Regions from separate parts of the Sus scrofa genome. Here regions 2 and 3 are each linked to region 1. A link is a contact called in public promoter capture Hi-C data. All regions are on one chromosome and are shown on one strand. Each heading gives the region's core, a stretch centred on a gene start, on an enhancer-like site or on the middle of the called end of the contact. The rest is flanking DNA. Distances are from core to core; before and after follow the strand shown. Region 1 holds the start of KIAA1429 (protein virilizer homolog). Region 2 holds the start of PDP1 (pyruvate dehyrogenase phosphatase catalytic subunit 1). Region 3 holds the start of RBM12B (RNA-binding protein 12B).

Evidence for each region. Promoter capture Hi-C pulls out the DNA fragments that hold promoters and counts their contacts.
Region 2: a promoter capture Hi-C map of liver shows a contact between it and region 1, with 3 times the contacts expected there. The contact joins the promoter of PDP1 here to the promoter of KIAA1429 in region 1. A contact is called at or near these places in 2 of 5 promoter capture datasets (fetal liver and liver) and 1 of 47 Hi-C or Micro-C datasets (alveolar macrophages).
Region 3: a promoter capture Hi-C map of liver shows a contact between it and region 1, with 6 times the contacts expected there. The contact joins the promoter of RBM12B here to the promoter of KIAA1429 in region 1. A contact is called at or near these places in 2 of 5 promoter capture datasets (fetal liver and liver) and 2 of 2 datasets of contacts at active chromatin or transcription factors (alveolar macrophages and skeletal muscle).

What each region holds. Positions count from the first base shown.
Region 1 is chr4:42,160,031-42,163,710 of Sscrofa11.1, forward strand. It overlaps KIAA1429 (protein virilizer homolog), which reads left to right and starts at 2,394. Exons shown (of 24, transcript XM_021089096.1): 1 at 2,394-2,674. The coding sequence starts at 2,612.
Region 2 is chr4:42,775,956-42,779,530 of Sscrofa11.1, forward strand. It overlaps PDP1 (pyruvate dehyrogenase phosphatase catalytic subunit 1), which reads right to left and starts at 1,981. Exons shown (of 3, transcript XM_005662967.3): 1 at 1,768-1,981; 2 at 1,013-1,047. The coding sequence starts at 1,043.
Region 3 is chr4:42,944,816-42,948,718 of Sscrofa11.1, forward strand. RBM12B (RNA-binding protein 12B) reads left to right here and starts at 2,133. Exons shown (of 4, transcript XR_001308131.2): 1 at 2,133-2,506.

The sequences.
Region 1 (3,680 bases), core at 1,144-3,643:
CAGGCATCAAACCTGCAACCTCATCGTTCCTAGTTGGATTCATTTCCGCTGCGCCATGACAGGAACTCCAAAAGATCGCTTTCTACTTGGCCACCAGGTATCATCCCACCCATCTACTTGGTACTTTGCCACTTCAAATATTCCCATGTCTCTTCATCATCACCGTTTCTCTCCCCATGCTTCATTCTCATCAATCTACATGCTCTATTAGCCTCCATTCCAAAAATACTCTTTAAAATACTCTTTCTTAAGTCCACATTCCCCTCCAACAACCACCTCATATCTTTGTTCTATACAATAAAAGTTCTTAAAAGAGTTGTTTATACTCTTTTAAGTTATACAAGTTTTTTCTTATTCACTTTTAGAAATTTTACCTTTTATTAGGTAATACAATGTACATGGAAACAAATTCTATTTGTGTGCATTAGCCATCAACCCTGGAGGCAATAACAATGATCAGTTTCTTGCATAACTACTTCAGAGACAGTCTAAAAATTCAAGCATGCATATGGTATATATGTACAACACAACAGTGAAACAAACTATGGGCTTTAATTAATAACAATGTATCAATACTGGCTCATCAATTGTAATAAATGTACCACCTTAATGCAAAACAATAATAATAGGAAAATCTCTGATAGGTAAAAAGGGATATATAGACAGAAACTCTGTACTATCTGCTAAATTTCCCGTAAAACTAAATCTGCTCTAAAAATAGTTTATTATTATTAAAATCTACCTCACACTACTCTTAAGTCAAAAAAGAAAATCAAAGTTAAGAAAATGAGACTATGTAAAAAATATCAATAATAAAAGCACTCTATGGTTATTAGTTACAGTTGAAGCAGTGCTTAGAGAAGTGGTTGACAAAAATAACTATAGTAATAAACAAGAATATAAGTAACTTGGGCATTACCATAGAACTTAGAAAAAGAATAGCATATGAGCCTAGAGAACAGAAAGAAGGAATTAGCAAATTCAAAAGCAGAAACTGAAGAATCAGAAGACAGAAAAATGATAGCAATAATAAATATGCATGCAAGAATCATTCTTTGAAAAAAAATCAAATAGTAAAGCGATAACCTGTTAACTAATAGAGGAAACTGGATAACTGGATGGCTGAGGAAGGGGATGGACTGGAGATTTACTTTAAAAAATAAAAATTAATTCATTATTAAATGTTTTGGACATATCAAAAGGTACAAATAAAAATGTACAGCACACCTGTTTAACGACTACCAACCTAAAAAATAAAATGTTATCGGAGTTCCCGCTGTGGCACATTAGGATCAGTGGCCTCTTGGGAGCGCTGGGATACAGGTCCAATCCCAAGGCTCCAGCACTGCTGCAGCTGCAGCTAGGTCGACACTGCTGCTGGGATCTGATCCTTGGCCAGGGAAATCCATATGCTTTGAGGCCTCCAAAAGAGAAAAACAAAATAAAAAACCATTAACAAAGCATTTGAAGTCTATGTCCACTTCTCAATCACATCTCCCTCTGGTTCACTCTCTTGAAATTTTAGTATATACAGTTCTAATGCATTTCTTTTAAATTTTGCTAACATATTTTTATGTTAATTTATTTTATATGTTTTTGAACTATTTAAATGCTCTTTTATACTACACACTCTACAATACGTGCAAAATAGGTGTTTGCTTTATCATTTTTTAGGTTCTCCGTGTTAGTAGATATAGCACTAGTTCATTCTACCTACCATATACTGTTATATGGCGTAAACACCAGAGTTTACAGTTTACTAATGACGATTAAGTTTACAGCTTTTTAAAACTATGAAGAGTTGCCATGAATATTCTTGTATCTGTAGGTGTTTCTTTGGGCACATGCGCAAGAATTTTCCTAGAAGTGAAGTAGGCAGACGTAATTTTACTAGCTAATTCCTAATCGAGCTTCTAAACACTCGTGCTAATTTAGAACTACCGAACGGTTCCACTACGAAATAGTTCCAACCGCTCCCATGTTCATCAATAGGGAGACAGGAAGTCTTACTTCACGTTTTATAATTTTTTAAATCCTATTTAAATAAATCCTTACCCAGTCTGTGGGTTGGGTATTATTACTATTGACAATTCACATTTTGCAGATAAGACCAAAAAAAACCTTTTCATTTTGAAAGTTTCTTTTCTTTAAAAAAAAAAAAAAAAGAAAGGTCTTACTTTTCAACCTCGCTCAATGCACCTTTTTGCAGTTTGGAAAGGCTACTTGTTAGCGGGTTCACAGGGCGGGGTATCCAGAATTGGCAGCGCGGCTGACTCCGCCTCCGCCTCTCCAGAGCGTGCTTTGCACCCGGCCACCCCAGACCGTCGTGGCTGTAAAACGCAGTAGAGCGAGGGAGGTTTGACCCATTGGAGACGCCGTCGTCCCTTCCCTTTTCCCTCCGCCCCCTCGGCTCTCTGAGGGTGTCTCCGCCGCGCTGAAGAAGGCTGGGCCGGAGACTTCCGACAGCGCGACGCGTCAGGATAGGCCCAGGCTTGCGGCGCCAGCGCTCTGGTCACGGGAAGTCCCGCCGTCTCTCCGCGTCCCGAGCCGCTGTCGCCGAGCTGGGAGGGCTGCCCCGGAAGTCCTCCCCCTTCCCCCGCCCGCGGCAAACATGGCGGTGGACTCGGCGATGGAGCTGCTATTTTTAGACACTTTTAAACACCCCAGCGCTGAGGTAAGGCTTCGTGACGTGATTCCGACCCTGCTTTTCGACTTGAGGACCCTTACAAAAAATCGTTAGGTGTGCTTCGACTTTTCCTCGTGCCGATTGTCGCTTTAATTCCTTACATACACCCCCCCGCCCCCACCAACTTGGGTGTGGGCGCCGCGTCTGAGGGAGCTCCTGCATTTCTTTGCGTTACCTTATGCCCGCGTTGTCTTTGGTGGGTTTGGGTACTGTGTTCTCTTTGCTCCCCCACGCCCCGGGTCTGCTTTTGACCTGGAAAGCGGTTCTCATGTTTCCCTCAGGTGGTGTTCTAGAAGGAGTCTTGGACAGCCTGTGTTTGACAGTAGTGGTGGTGACTGAGTGGATCACGTTGGTTACGTGATTTCTAAATCCCGTCTCCTAGGTCTCTTTTCTAACGGGAGTTAGGCTACCCAGATGTGACACCCATTGGGTTTAGGATTGTGGCGGTTTCCAATTTGCCCTGAAACTTGAATAGTACTTCTCCCTTGCAAAGACTTCGCTCACTGGAACGAGAAATAGGTATATGGTACGTCCTTTGAGTGGAGAATGCTTGTGAAGTGGAGAGATTGTGGTTTGAGGGGAGAGAGTGGGCTGTTGTAATTCTGTTCTGTGTTAATTTGAGCGCCCCTGAAGGGCTCTGCGATATGTAAATTAATAGTTGACGAAAGCTTCCCTAAAACGAACAGTAATGAAGTCCCTAGAGAAATTTAAAGAAACCCCAGAGCTCCTTTTTCTCTTTCAGTGTTATCTTAGCGAAAACTTTCCCTTTGAAAAAATTGAGGTATAGTTGATTTATATTATATTAGTTTCAGGTGTATAATATAGCGATTGACAACTTTCATAGATTATACTCGCTTTAAAGCTATTATAAATAATGGGTATATTTTTTGTGCTGTACAATATATACTTGTAGCTTGTTTTATACATACAGTAGTTTGTACCCCAAGAGAGAACTTCTTTCAGAGATAGTGGTGGTAGTGGGTAGTGGTTGTAC
Region 2 (3,575 bases), core at 731-3,230, 620 kb after region 1:
CGTGCCTCCAAAAGTCAAATTCTTAGTGAAGTTACCTACCCAGTGATCAATGAACATTCTATCACCACCAGTAGAGATGATATACTCGCTCCATCAGAACAGTTATCCAAAGAAGTCAAAGTATTTTCAAATGCTTTCATAAACAGTAAGTGAGCATTCAAAAATTCTGAGTATCCTTCTGAATATCCTATGCTTCAACAACAAAACCTCATGAGATCAAAACTTTTGTTGACATATAGCTAAATTAACAAAGCAGAAGGCTCCTGATTAGGCAGTAAGAAGGGCAGCATGGTACAGTTGCGGTAAACTGAAGCCGTGTCAAATTTTCAAGTTGTTTCTGACCACAATTTCACTGAAAAGTTCCTATCCCATGATCCAGACTTAGCCACCTTAAATGCTATATGGTATAGCATAGGAAGATTTTGCCAATTTTGCCAATGACTAATAAGGAAATATAAGCTTCGAACAAACCCAGCAAGAGACCCATCCATTCTTATTGATGCATTCAGCAGAGCTTGTGCCAAGAAATGATTCCACTTCATCAATAAACTCCCAGAAGAAATTAGAGAATTCAATGCACCGACTCCAGGCATCTTTAGCTTTGCAAAGCTTTTGGTGTAAATGGGGAAAAAAAAGCTATACTAATCATTAAATGTGTCAGAACCCCAGTTTATGTAATCTGATTGCATTAAACACCCTGCATTAAGACTCTATGATTTTTCAGCATTTTGGGGCAATGTCTAGCTATTTCACAGCTGCCGTTATCTCTACATGGATGCTTTCGTAAGACACGAAGCCCCAAGCCAGCACTTGTTTGATTAGTTTCCTTTGTCCCTACCTGAAAATTGCACTCGCTAAGGCATCAAAGCTATCCTGGTCCAGGATGTCTTTTCCCCCTTTCCTATCTACCTTACCTCTTAATTCCACGCTGACCCACCTAAAACCATCCACGCACAAAATCAGTCATCATCCTTCCTGGGTACCCAACGCAGGTAGTTAAGTGAATACCTACCAATTCGTCTGGGCCCGGGACACACACACATTCTCCTGTCATCACAACACGGAGCCGACAACATCCACAACCCGCGCGGGCAGCAGCAGCGACAGCAGCACCGGCCCATTGAAAGCAAGGCAGAGATGCTCATTAGAATAGGCGGCGGCAGGGAAGGCGGGAGCGGAGGAGGGGCGAGGTTTCGCTCCAGCCCGGTGAATGGGGCTAGGAGGGGGGAAGAGGATGAAGGAGGAAGAAAGGGGTGGGGAGAAGAAGGAAACCAAACCAACAAACCCACCCCGAGGGAGAGGCAGAGCTACAGCCGGAGGCGGCGGGGGCCGAGACGCCGGCGGAGGCGCGCCCCAGGACCGGCCCGTCCATCCAGCTCGAGTGCAGAGCCCACAGGCGCGCGGCATCCTCCGCTCGCCCACGCCGCGCCGGCTTCAGTTCTAAAAACCGGGAGTCGGCCCGCGGCGGCTGCCTGTGGGGACACTCCCGCAGAGACGCCGCGCCACCTGCGCCGCACCTCCCCGCAGCCCACCCTCCCACGGGTCCCCACGGCTCCCGAGGCGCTGACAGTGGGTACGGCGGGCCCGCCTCCCACCCCGACCCCGGGGCGGCCCCGACGCCCTCGCGCGCACCTGGGGCTTCGGGGCTCGTCCCTCCTCACGCCCGCAGCCGCCGCTCCCCACGCGCATCGGCCGCCCCCTCACAACTTTGGGCGGGCAGAGGATTCCGGACTGGACGGCTCAGGGCCGGGAGTAGGGAATACCAACCGGGCACAGCAGGGGAGGAGTCGCTTCTTCCCGACAAGGAGGCGGCCGCAGCGGCGGCACCTCCCGCCGTTCCTTCCACGCAAGCCGGCGCAACTCCCGGGAGCACGGCCCCTCGACCCAGAGCGGCCCACTCCGCACCCCTGCCCCGCCGGGCCACCACCCTGCCCCGCCCGCACGTTCGGGCTGGAGCGCCTCCTGGCTTCCGATTGGCTGCGCAGTGGCGAGTGGGCGGGGAGGAGGAGAGGGGGCCGCTGCCGAGGGCGTGGGGGCGGAAGAGCTGCACGCTCCCCTCCAGCTTTGTGACGTCATGGGGGTCAGACAAACCCTTCCATTCCGCGCGAGCTGCCCATTGGTTCTGCGGGCGCGCCTCACGTGACTGCGCCCGCGGGCAGCCTGGTGAAGGGTGGGGCTGCGCGGCGGCTGCAGGGTTGGCTGCAGAGCCCGTAGGGAGGAAGCGCGTGGGCTGGCCCTTGCATCCTCACGGGAGCGGGGCCCTGGCTACTGGGCTGTAGCTCGCCGGGCCCGCTTCCGCGAATCCTTGGCACCTCGGCGGGGACTGGCCGAGCCTTACCCGCGCTTTGCGTGTGGGCAGAGGCTTCGTAGGATTAGACTGCGGGGGCGGCTCCCTGCCCAAAGGGAAACTTAATTCGCTATCGTCGTCTCAGCCTGGAGTAATAAAACATGATAACCTGAGAACAACTGTAGCCTTATTCTTTTGGTACTTTGCAGATTTTAGGAGCGTTAACTTGGGTAAAGTTCTGTCATTTCCTGGACACTCTCAAAGTCTAGGCAGAGGAAGCCGGTCTAAACTGCAGGAGGAAGTTGTGATGAAGGAATTATTTCCTCTGTAGAGTAGGTGTGTGCTCACGTTTTCTGCAGGGCTTTGAACTTGGTGTCCACTCCTTTGCCTTGAAGAGTTATGAGAAGGGTAGAATGCAGACTGCAAAAGTAGGAAGAGTCCTGGACTTGGTGTCAGAACCGTCATCCAAGTCATTTTTGCTTCATGAGACTCAGTTTCCACTTCTGTGTGATGGGGTTAGATTTCAGGTGGCATTGGCAGTCTGTGGTTAAAGGGAAGACATATCAAGGGCTACTTGACTTGCTTCCGTTTACACGTAATCCCTTCTTTATGGGAACTGCTTCACTGAGAGTGGCTTCTAAAAGCGTCTTGGGAGATGATATCAGGCAGATCCTTGCACTTAACCGGCCTCCTGTTAAACAGTTTGATTTATTAAGCATATCTGCTTAAGCCAATAAAGTCACAAAGTGGTGTGTGCTGGATATTAAAAACTGTCGTGCTAACAGTATTGTGGAGTTTTATTTTTATGAATTTGCATTATCTTATTTTTTATGTCATAAAGGAAAAATTTCTATAAAATTTTGTGTCTATACACAAAACAGTGCTAGGAGTTGATTTTTTTATAACTTTCCTGCTGCCTCCTCTATTTTCTAAATAGATTAACCTTTTCGCCCAGTCCCAGGCTGCCTGTGGAATTCTTGTGGCTATTTTATGTGGCCTTCAATCCATTTTACGTGTGTCCATCTGCCTCACTTCACTCCTTTCTTCTTCTCAAATGAGCTTCCCATAAACTTGTAAGTATTCTTCATTGTCCATTTTTCTGTTGAGTGATTTATGTATGTGGTTTTCTCTTGTCTCATAGAAAAACTAAGAGCAAAGTATATCAAAGTAAGGCCCAGCTGGAGCTAGGCTGCGTGGGTTCCAGTCCAAGCGCAGCCGCTTACTGTATGGTCTTGGGCAATCTCTTCATGGCTCAGTTCTTTCATGTGTGAGATAGGAATAGAAACAG
Region 3 (3,903 bases), core at 883-3,382, 780 kb after region 1:
TGACAATATTGACATTTTGGAGCATGGTTTCTGTGTGCTTGTTTAAAGGGAGTTTGCCTCAGAAGACAGAATCCTCTCCTTGTGTAATACAGAGCAGTGTTCTCTGGAAGCAAATCATTATGGTTCAATTCCTGGCTTGTATTATCTCTGCAACCTTGGGTAAGCTAAGTAATCTTTTATGCCTAAGTTTCTCTTATTTGAGAAATAGGAAAAATAACAGTACCTACTTCCAAAAGTAGATGTAAGAATAAAAATGAGATAGTGCAAATTAACTGGCACATAATAAACCCTCAATAAATGTTATCTGTTAAGTTCAGTTTCTTGAGCTTGCTAGGCTAGGACCAAACCTTAAAAGTTTGGGAAATAAGATAAATGCTACTAGAAGTTCCATCATGGTGCAGTGGGTTAAGGACCTGGTGTTGCTGCAGCTGTGGTGCAAGCTGCAAGTGCAGTGTGGGTTCCATCCCTGGCCTGGGAACCTGCACCACATGCTGTGGGTGAGGCAAAAAGAAAAAAAAAAGATAAATGGTACCTAGTCATTGAGCCCAGCTCCCTGAGGCGATATTTACTGCTCCTCTGTGGGAGCACCTTGACATTTGAAACACGAACACTTACGTTGCCTCAGATATTTACATATATTTACTCATTGAATGTTTCCAGCAACCCTAAGAAGGTATTAACATTAATCTCATTTTACAGATGAGGAAACTGAGGCATAGAGGCGAAGTAATTTGTCCAAGTGAGTAAATGGTGGCTCTTGCTCAGGGAACCACCTTTTTAATTCATTTGTTAAACTACCTCTTCTTTGTTATAGAGAATGGGTATTTTGCTCATGGAGTTCCGGTCATGGCTCAGTGGTTCACCAACAGGACTAGTATCTATGAGGATGCAGGTTCAATCTCTGGCCTTGCTCAGTGCATTTGGGGATCTGGCATTGCCATGGGTTGTGGTGTAGGCTGGCAGCTGCAGCTCCTATTTAGTTCCTGGCCTGGGAACCTCTATAGGCCTCCAGCGCTGCCCTAAACAAACAAACAAACAAACAAAAAGACAAAAAAAAAATTTGGAGTTCCCTTTGTGGCTCAGCAGTTAACGAATCTGACTAGGATCCATAAGGATGAGGGTTCGATCCCTGGCCTTGCTCAGTGGGTTAAGGGTCTGGCATTGCTGTGAGCCGTGGTGTAGCTCGAAGACCTTGCTAGGATCCCGTGTTGCTGTGGCTGTGGCAAAGGCCTGCAGCTGTAGCTCCAATTTTCCACCCCTAGCCTGGGAACTTCCAAATGCCACAGGCGCGGCCCTAAAAAAAAAAACCAACCAAAAAAGCCCCTCATTTTTCTCTCTTATCTGTAATACTGCTATAAAGTAAGTTTCTACTTTCTTAGTGAGTTTTGATTCCACCCATAAGCGCATCATGAATTATAACATGTGATGCGTTGCTTTGCAAATAATAAAATAAAACATAGGGTTGTTCACCAGCTCTTACATAGTAGGCACCACAGCACATGCCTGTAATTGTGCTTTTCACGTCCCAGTTTTCAAAATTGGCCCAAGTGTTCTCACGTTTCAAAGGACCAGAAGGTAGGAACAACAACTGTATAAAGCACTTCTTCATAAATGTCTATAAAACGGAAGAAGCATGCACGTATTAAGTCCCTGGGCGTTAGCACTGTACCTGGAACATCTAAGGCAGTAGCACTAACATTTCTTTGGCCTTTTAAAAGTGTTTACAAAGAGCCTTTCGGAAGATGCTTAGAACATATAACTGCAGCGCTGAAAGACGACGAAGAAATCGCAAGGTTTTCTCTGCTTTTGTATCTCTTCTTAACTCCTGCGAGTCACAAACCTTTGCCTAGTCTATCTTGCCTGTTGCCTACTGAAGCTTCTCATTACAGCAACCGGTAGTCCCTGAACTTTGCCTTAGAACGTCTCCTGAGTACAGGTTCCAAGGTTGGCTGGAATCTGAGCATGCGCAGGAGCTCAAAAACCCCAGCAGGGGCGAGAGCGCTCGCGGGAGCCACCTCCCTTTCCCTGGCAACAGGAAGCGAGCGAGCGTCAGAGCGCGTGCGCAAACGTGGCCGGGGCGCCGGGGTGGTGGGTTACGCCTGGAGAGCGCATGGGCAGACAAACTGTACGTCCGTTTGTCCGGAGCGGAGGGGAGAGTGGGCGCCATCTTCTTCTAGGCTCACTGAGGGCTCTACCTGTTTTGGGGAGGCAGCTTCGACGAGGAGTGCTCCCCGTCCCCAGCCTTGTGGTTCTGATTCGGCAGCAGCGGTGTGTGTTTACTGCCAAGTGCGAAGCAGTTACCCTTGGGGCGTCGGGGGCGGGGAGGGGTTGGCGGCAGGGACGGAAGCACAGGGAAAGGCGGGGCGGCGCCAGGAACTAGCGTAGCTTCTGCCGTTAGGGCACCCTCTTTCCTTGCTAAACACCGACTCCCCCGACAGCCTCCATGTGGTGTTGTGTTTGCACTTACCAGTCGGCACGAGAGTGAAGATCTCGAAGGATTTCATAGGTATTTTTTTCTTTGCTATGTCATCGTAGTCAGTGGTGGCAGAAAAGCGCTGAAGGCCCAGCTCATTAGGCTTGAGAGGGGCCAGAGTGTTTGAGTTAGGTGTGGGAGCAGTTCACCCTCTGGAGAGTTAGGGTGGAATGTTTGCCCTTGGGACGGTGTAACGGAAAGGCACGGAGGTTGGGCGGTCCAGGTTAATTTGAAGGCTGATTTTGGCTGAAGGTCTGGCGACAGCATCGGATCCCACGTAGAAACTTTGGCTTGGCGCGAAAGAAGGAAGCTCTGACCCCTGGGAGTATGGACAAAGGCTTTGGGCTATAGAAGCAATGCCTTCGGAGGACCCCCCCCCCCTTGAGGATGATGGATGTTATGGGAAAACCTGTGCCGTGTGGATTCGTCTTCACTTACGGTTCCTACTGGGGACTTTGGCTCTGTGTCGTCATGCCTTTGATTTTTATTTTAACCATCTGCATTATAAAAGGATAAAAAAGGCATATCGTCATAAAGAATCTTTGTGGACCGCGGTAGATTTTATTCTGCAGGGGAAACTCATGCATTTAGAATTGGAATGTGCTTCATCGTAACTTTTTTTAAGAAATAGTGGCAGTTTTCTCTCCTTCACCGTGTCTGGAAAATGACTTGCTGTTCTCTAGTTAAAATAAATGGATCTGAGATAATATCTATTTAAATTTAGCATTCCTCCCTTTGCCCTCAGGCTTAATTAGATGCACGTTTCCTGTTGTTTGTGATAATCGTGATCGAGTGGGATGAATGGTGGGATGAAATCAGCAAAATAATTTAAAATGAGCTTGGTAATTTCAGCGACTTGCCCTTAATTGAGCTTTTAAGGACCCACTTTTTTCATAGGTTGAAAGTTCTTACGGATCAGTCTTTAACACAGTCACGAAAATACTTTTATTGCATTTATAAGTAGAAAAATGTAGGTGCAGAGTACTGTAGAGTATTGTTGTGTTTTGCTTTTTTGTGTGTGTAATGCTCCAAAAATAGAATTTTTCGGGTTGCTTAAGGAAATATCTATGGGAACCACAGGAAAGGTGCTCATTTTGAGAGCTGGTCTCTTATAGGTAGTCTCCTAGGTGTTTTTTTTTTGTTTTTGTTTTGTAGAGGGATAAATGGTACATTACTATTTCAAGGGCAAAAAAGTTTAAGCAATAATTATATTTAACTGTGGAAAATTAGAAGACAGTTTTTATATAGTCGAATTGGAATTTATTAATTTGTACTCATGGAACTACTTAGTTAAAATACTGTTTTTAAATTAGGATAAATTACCAGACTGTTTTTTTTTTTTTTTTTTTTTACTTTGACAAACAATAAGTATTCTTTGAAAGGACCTCAGCTTTTCTTGTAGGTATATTTATGTTCCCTTTTAAATTTTT